Linked DNA regions of Mus musculus: region 2 is linked to region 1. The links are chromatin contacts, called in public Hi-C maps. All regions are on one chromosome and are shown on one strand. Each heading gives the region's core, a stretch centred on a gene start, on an enhancer-like site or on the middle of the called end of the contact. The rest is flanking DNA. Distances are from core to core; before and after follow the strand shown.

The links. A called contact is a pair of places that touch in the nucleus more often than the background predicts.
Region 2: a contact with region 1 is called in a Hi-C map of extraembryonic ectoderm, with 4 times the contacts expected there. The contact joins the enhancer-like site here to the promoter of Rps6ka6 in region 1. A contact is called at or near these places in 5 of 39 promoter capture datasets (embryonic stem cells, liver, stem cell-derived epiblast-like cells and 1 more), 24 of 484 Hi-C or Micro-C datasets (the HL-1 cell line, differentiating embryonic stem cells, embryonic stem cells and 5 more), 3 of 115 datasets of contacts at active chromatin or transcription factors (embryonic stem cells, extraembryonic endoderm stem cells and trophoblast stem cells) and 2 of 9 other capture datasets (adipose tissue and liver).

What each region holds. Positions count from the first base shown.
Region 1 is chrX:111,536,294-111,540,117 of GRCm38.p6, forward strand. Rps6ka6 (ribosomal protein S6 kinase polypeptide 6) reads right to left here and starts at 1,666. Exons shown (of 25, transcript NM_025949.3): 1 at 1,528-1,666.
Region 2 is chrX:111,643,431-111,647,773 of GRCm38.p6, forward strand. The region is part of intron 4 of Hdx (highly divergent homeobox); the gene reads right to left. Among named protein-coding and RNA genes, the nearest start is that of Hdx, 51 kb to the right of the region's middle. Within about 2 kb of position 1,566, at least 10 of the 459 cell types and tissues checked have an H3K27ac peak or open chromatin away from gene starts, as enhancers often do. A contact at or near this core is called in extraembryonic ectoderm and trophoblast stem cells, where this site is marked.

The DNA.
Region 1 (3,824 bases), core at 416-2,915:
CGGAGACCTCTGCGGCTACTGAGACCACGGCGACTTCTGAGTAAGGAAAACTCCCAAACCTTTCTTCCCATTAAGAAGATAAGGAAAGTGGAGCAGAGAGGTAGTGATGCAGGAAGTGATACAGGCCTGGAACGCAGGCCAGTGTAGCTCCAGGGTTAACACCTAATCAGCGGGTTAAACTGCCTTAACACCATGTAGCTCTTTGGTCCCCAGGCCCATCCTGGAGTAGTCAATAGCCTAAATTGGGAGCTTTCAAACCATTGTCTAAAACTCACTCACAGGAAATTCACCGCATACATTTATTTAAAATGTATGCGGCAAGTGAGGGCATCCCATCAGTATACATTCGAATCCCACTAGTGAATCTTGTTAGTTGGGCTTTTTAATACAACTATTCTAAGTGACTTCTCTGTTTGAGAATCTTTGGTACAAACTATGTGCTCCGGTGTGCCTTGAGGGTATGTCAGCAAGTCCAGCTACCTATCTGCAGCCAGACTTCCCGGTGAGAAACACTGTTCCTTTAAATTACTGGCGTCTCAGGTCTGTCAGCCTGTATCCTCCAAGCAGATAGAATCTTATTCTATACGAAAGTCCCATTATGTTTTTACCAAGCTACTGAAATTCTCATCATTTCTTTCCCCCTTGAGCTCTTTGTGGCTTTCAGATCAAGTGAAATGATGTTGTTCCCTGTTATTTTGTATTTCCTGTGAGTAACTTCTAAATACTAACAATCTGTTAAAAAAGAATCGAGTTTGTACCCTAGCGTTTAGAATTATTCCTGAAAACCATAACAGATTTGTAACAGCAGCTGTTTCAGAAGAACACAAAATTTCAATTTTATAAAGGCAGAAAAATATGATTTAGGCAGAGCTAAAGTTTACAAATGTTGATAGTACAGTTTTGTTAGATTGTCACATTGCTAATAGTTCACTCTCAAATAGAATACATCTACGACACTGCCTTATCTACCTTCCTTTCCTTCTACTTCTCTTTGTTCAGTGGCTTTTGCTTTGTGGCTTCTATGGGAGAATCGGGCATTAGAAAAGTCATCCAGGTCCTTTACTATTCCAACTAAACACGCAGCTTCACCTATATATTCTATATCCCCAGGTCTGGTTCTAACTAGAGCAATGAAGGCTGCATAGACTTACAGGATAGGAGAGAAACTATAGGATCCCTAGTACAGACTGCTCTCAGAGTCCACGTGTTTGATCCGCCCGGAGGAGCCACGTGAAACTTCAGGGGTCCAGACTCGCACAGGTGACTTTCCAAGTCTCTGAGAGGCACCCGGGCAAGTTGCATATGTGGCTATTTTTATTATACTTGCTAAACCAAATAATTTATTACTACTGTTTATAAAGACAATATACCATATTTTAAGATTCAAGCCCCTAAAATCTTGGTCTACCACATTACAAAATTTCCTATTTTCTAAGTAACCTGGAACCTGTAAAATGCATTCCAAACAGACATACTTTTAAACTAAAATAAAAACATATCCCGCTAAGACTGAACGACCTTACTTACCTGAAGTGAGACTTCAAACTGCAGCTCTGAGGTCAGATCAGAGACGGAGGGCGCTTTCACCTAAGGCCGGACTTTCTCACTCCGGAGGCTACTGAGCGTTCTCTGCCCTTTGGAGTCCCAGAGCGAAGTGGCTCAAGCAGAGAACGTCTGTTCACCGGTCTCCCAATTTATATGCTCACTCCCAACAAACAGGAGGGGTCATGACCTAGTCCCAAGCTCTGTTTTCTCTTAGGTCCTACTTATCAGTTCTCAATCAGGACCTGGGTTGAGATGAACGGGTTTGGTATCTTCCATGCAAGGCAGAAATGCACAGTAAAAAACACCAGTGATCCACTCTCATCTAGAAGCAACGCCAGCATTTTTTACTTCCTTGTTCTGTGAGCAGTGCCTCTAGACAAGTTTTAAATGCAAAGAACTTGATTCAGTACTCAATATGTGCAATGGCAAAGGAAATAACGCCTGCACATATGTCCGGAGGAAAATTACTTGTAATAAACCAAAGTTTGGTCTTTTATTCTGTCAAGGATTCAGAGCTACCTGCTTCAGTAACAAAAAACATTTTTTTGTATACTACTGGGCACATGGCATTATGCTAGATGTGCTCATGATTTGATGTTGTTTAGGGAAAATTGGCCTCCTGCTTTTTGAGTAGAGAAACTCCAATTAGGAGTAAAAGCTTCACAAGGCTGTCCCTAGGTCAGTAAACAGAACTGAATAAAATCAGAAGAGAAAAATTTCTCTTTATAACTTGGTTCAAACAAAATAAAGAACCACAGTGCTGAATTATAACTTACTGTGTATATAAAATAAAAACCCATGCATAACAGCTTCTCTATTTGACATTATCATCTACAGCATAAGTAATTGTCATTATTTAAAAATTGAAAATTTTGTACATCAACTCAAAAATAATAAAAATAAAAAATAAAAAAGAATTATTTTAGTTTAAAGTGTAGTCAATAGTTTTATAAAACTATACTGAAAATAAATATATTACTAATTTGTAAAAAATATCAAACCACATTTTATATAAATAAATCAATGAATAAGTAAGTAAATTAAAGTATGTATTAGTAGAAGTTCAGCCAGTAGGTATAAAAAAAGAGTATAAGTAAAAATTATTATTTTGAAACTATCACAATAATAACTATTTCATCCACATATGAAGAAACTAGTAGACTAAACCATTATGAAAATAGAACACATAGATCAAAGCATATGCCTTTAAAATAATTATCAAAAGAAAAAATAATGACTTTAGAACAGAGGAACCAAAGGATCAAAATTAACATCAATTGTAATAGGACATATAGAGATCATTTGTTTCATGAGATAATAAACCTAAAATGAAGAAAATTCTACAAAATAAATATCAAAACTCTTTAAAGGTATCAAGGTCCTGAAAGTAAAAGGAACATCTTAACATCCTAACGCCACTTCACTTTAAAGGAAACCAAGGCAGTTAAGGTAGTATACAGTCTTAAATTTACATATTAGATAAGAAAAAGTTCATTGCCAGGCTTGGTGGCACCAACCTTTAATCCTAGCATTTGAGAAAAAGAGGCAGGCAGATCCTTGCAAGTTTGAGGGCAGCCAGAGCTACATAGATTCTCTCTCTCTCTCTCTCTCTCTCAAAAAAAAAAAAAATAGGGTAGCCATTGGTAGATTTTTAAAAAGGTCTCCAATGGGCTTGGAATGAATCATTTAGATCAGATACTACCATGCTGTAGTTAGTTTCATGATTTTAAAAACTGAAAGATGACAATGATTGGGGAAGTTGATGAAAAGTATTTAAGTATCTGTTCTACTAAGCTGTATACAGTGTATAGCTTAGTGGAACAATGATCCTGGGTTCCAAACAAAACAAAAACCGAAGCTGAGTATATCATCTCAGCACTTGCAGGAGGGATCATTATTGATTCAAGGTGATCTGATCTCCATTAGACTCTGTCTTTTTAAAATTATGTCATATACTTTTTATGTTTTTTTTTCTGTCTGAAATTATAAAAGGCAAAATCAAGACAAAAAACATTTAAAAGTTGAATTGCTAATGAATGCAACACTTGTCTTTGTTTCCTTACTAACTTGCTCCAACATTTCAGATGGGATGTTGCTTGGTAATATTGGCTTGGAAAAATTCAATATGTGTTATGTTGAACAAAGCTCATCTGCTAGCTACACCAAGGCACAGAAGAACCCCAAATGAATTTTTTTTCTCAGATTTAACTATAATTAAGAATAAAGACATACTCAACTAAGACAAAGACCTGTAATTACTGCTGTGATAGAGATTATAT
Region 2 (4,343 bases), core at 316-2,815, 110 kb after region 1:
CACCCATTGACTGTTCCACATCCCATACCTCCTCCCCCTATCTCCACAAGGATGTCCCCACCCCCAACGCCCCACCCTACCAAGACCTCCCTACTTCCTGAGGCCTCCAGTCTCTTGAGGGTTAGGTGCATCTTCTCTGACTAAACCCAGACTCAGTAGTCCTCAGCTTGTGTATGCTGCCTGTTTGGTGGTCCAGTATCTGAGAGATCTCGGGGGTCCAGATTAATTGAGACTGCTGGACCTCCTAGAGGGTTGCCCTCCTCCTCTGCTTCTTCCAGCTTTTCCCTAATTCAACCACAGGGTTCACCAGCTTCTCTCCACTGGTTGGGTGAAAATATCTATGTCTGACTCTTTCAGTTGCTTTTTGGGTCTTTCAGAGGCCAGTCTACAAACTTTCTTAACCCACTAGTCTCCATGATCTCCTCCTGTTTTTAACTCTAAGCTATGCAAGTCACTTCTCTAAAACTACTGATATATCTCGACAAAGATGTCTTTCCCTAAATACAACTATACTTACCTTTTATTTATTTGTTTACTGCCTTCTCAAAACCCCTTCTCATGATTTCTCTGAGATATTAGACCATGTTTTAAAGCCTCTTCCAAACATTTCTGCTTCTCCTTTACCTGCTATAGTTCCCACACAGTTGATAGATAGGGTCATAACCAAAATGCAGGAACCAACTAAGAAGGGCTATGCTATGGCTACCTCAGACTCAGTTTTGGAGTTGAGGACCCCTCCCACCTGTAATCATTTTACAACCTATGAGCTTCTTGAACTAACCCGTCATAACAATAGCCAAGGGATCACCAATAAAGTATCTATACTAATTCTATATATGCCTTTTATATTATCCACAACCACATTCTCATTTTTGGAAGGAGAAGGGCTTTATATCTTCTAAAGGATATCGCATAACTAACACCATCTTTTTTTTTCTTTTCCATTTTTTATTAGGTATTTAGCTCATTTACATTTCCAATGCTATACCAAAAGTCCCCCATAGCCACCCACCCCCACTCCCCTACCCACCCACTCCCCCTTTTTGGCCCTGGCGTTCCCCTGTACTGGGGCATATAAAGTTTGCGTGTCCAATGGGCCTCTCTTTCCAGTGATGGCCAACTAGGCCATCTTTTGATACATATGCAGCTAGAGTCAAGAGCTCTGGGGTACTGGTTAGTTCATAATGTTGTTCCACCTATAGGGTTGCAGATCCCTTTAGCTCCTTGGGTACTTTCTCTAGCTCCTCCATTGGGAGCCCTGTGATCCATCCATTAGCTGACTAACTAACACCATCTTAATCCCCAAAATACTACAAACTGCCTCTTTACAATGGCAGGCTCTTATAAACCTAGAAAAGCTGAAGACTGGTAGGGAGGCTAAATTTCAGGCCACATATTCCATTCTCCTTTTTGCGTGCTGTCTTTTAATGTTTTTGTTACTCATCTACATTTAGAGTGGGGGGTTATCCCAGGAAGGTGCTACCTTAGATCAAGGCTGGTTTATAAAACAAAGCAAAAGATTAAACTAAGGGGGATACACTTAAGAATGTTGCAGCCCCTTATGCTGTCTGCATGACCTTTTTTCCTCCACGTATCCCTGTGCTCCTGCCCTTTACCTCCGGGGCTAGGCAAGACTCAGCAATTTGCACCTCAACCTCTGCTGTGCAGCTGCAATGACTCATTTGAGAAACTTCTTCCCTGCAGGTCACTTCTGGATCATTATCTTATCAGCACAGAGACTCTCAACATTCCCATTTGTTTCTCAACATCAGCTTCCCAGGCCTCTTCAAATTCCTTGCCCCTTTGTCCTCATTTTACAACTTTTATACATGCTCACATCCACGTCCACAGACATACAGATAGATAGACAGACTAGTACATTTACTTTATGGTGTGCTACGTGGGATCTGAAATAAATATTATTAATTAAACTTAGAACATACGAACTCGTGCTCCTTTCACAAGAGTTGCAAAGGACAAGGGGAAAGCCTGACAAGCTAGCTAGCATTGAAATTGCTTGAGACTGTATCTGTTCAATAGATTCTGACATTGTGGAAAAATATAAACATGTTCTTATATGTTTCTTACATACCATGGTACTCAAGTTAGTCTTTGGTGGAATCATATATGGGATAAATGGATATTTATTCACATCTCTCATAGAAAAGGTACTGTGACAAGGTGACACAGTCAAAGACCAGAAGGAGACAGAGATTATCAGTACCTGAAGACAGAAGTCTGCGTACGTGCGAAAGCTAACAACAACAAAAAAAATAACACCTGGACTCTTTAGCTAGGTTTGCAGGTAAAGGTGAGTCACATAAATTAGCCTATAGAGAGGAGAAGGCTATTTTTCCAAACACAGACACAAACTGAAATGTATAAAGACTATAAACATTAAGAAAAAGAAAAACGGGGAGCTGGAGGTGTTTCAGTGGTTAAGAGCACGGACTGCTCCTCCAGATGTCCTGAGTTCAATTCCCAGCAACCACATGGTGGCTAACAACCATTTGTAGGGGGATCTGATGCCCTCTTCTGGTATGTCTGAACACAGCAACAGTGTACTTATATACATTAAATAAATACATAAATAAATGCATAAATAAATAAACAGAAAAGCTTCTGTAAGGCAAAGAACACTGTCAATAGGACATCATAGCAATCCACAGATTGGGAAAAGATCTTTACCAACCCTACATCCAATAGAGGGCTAATATCCAATATATACAAAGAACTCAAGAAGTTAGACTACTGAGAAACAAATAACCCTATTAAAAATGGGGTACAGAGCTAAACAGAGAATTCTCAACTGAGGAAACTCATATGGCACAGAAACACTTAAGAAATGCTTTCTTTCTTATGTTCAACATCCGTAGTCATCAGGGAAATGCAAATAAAAACAAACCGGAGATTCCACCTCACACCAGTCAGAATGGCTAAGATCAAAAATTCAGGTGACAGCAGATGCTGGTAAAGATGTGAAGACAAGGACACATGCTCCACTATGTTCATACCAACCTTATTTATAAGAGCCAGAAGCTGGAAAGAACCCAGATATCCCTCAACAGAGGAATTGATACAAAAATGTGGTACATTTATTTACACTACAGGTACTACTCAACTATTATAAACAATAATTTCATGAAATTCACAGGCAAATGGACAGAACTTAAAATTTTCATCCTGAGTGAGATAACCCAATCACAAAAGAACGCACATGGTATGTACTCACTGATATGTGGATATTAGCCAAAAAGAAGCGCAGAATACCCATGACACAACCCAACAGACCATATGAAACCAAAGAAAAAAAAAGATCACACCAAAGTGTGGATGCTACAGTCCTATTCAGTAGGGGGAAGAGAATAATCTCTGGGAAATAGAGGGAGAGAGGGATCTGGGATGGAGAGAAGAAGGGGAGGGAAAAAGGGGGACCAGTTCAGATATGGGAGGTGATGAGGGAGAAGTACAGAGGGTCAGTAATATGAAAGTAGGTGTGTAGCAGTGAGGGAGAGGGAACTAGGAGCAGCCACTACAAAATCCCATATGCCAGGGACCCAAGAGGTTCCCAGGACCCAACAGGGAGGATTTTAGCCAAAATACCCAACAAAGGCGAGATAGAACCTGTAGAGACCATATCCAATGTATAGGCATGGCTTCCAGTTGAGGGATGGGGCCACCCACCTACCTCAAAAATATTAATCTAGAATTCCTCCTGTCAAAAGGAAATGCAGGGACAAAGAGTGGAGCAGAAACTAAAGGAAAGTCCATCCAGAGAGTGCCCCACCTAGGGACATCCCATCTGCTGACACCAAACCCGAATACTATTGCTGATGCCAAGAAGTGCTTGCTGACAGGAGCCTGGTATAGCTGTCTCCTGAGAGGCTCTGCCAGATCCTGACCAATACAGATGCAGATATACACAGCCAACCATTGGACTGAGAGTGGGGACGCTTAATGGGGAAGTTAGGGGAAAAACTGAAGGAGTTGAAGGGGTTTGCAACCTCATAGGAAGAATAACAATATCAACCAACCAGACCCCTCAAAGTTCCCAGGGACTAAACCACAAACCAAAGACTATACAGTGGGTACCCATGGCTCCAGCCAGATATGTAGCAGAGGATGGACTTATCTGGCATCACTGGGAGGGAAGCCCCTTGGTCCTGTGGAGGGGCTTGATGACCCAGGATAGGGCAACACCAGGCCACTTAGGCAGTAGTGAGTGGGCGCCTTCATAGAGGCAGGGAGAGGGGGTGTTGAAGCTAGTGCTGAATGCATGGCAAGCAAGCACTGTACCAACCAAGCTATAGTCTTCGCCTCTAGCCTAACACCCGTTTGCTGCC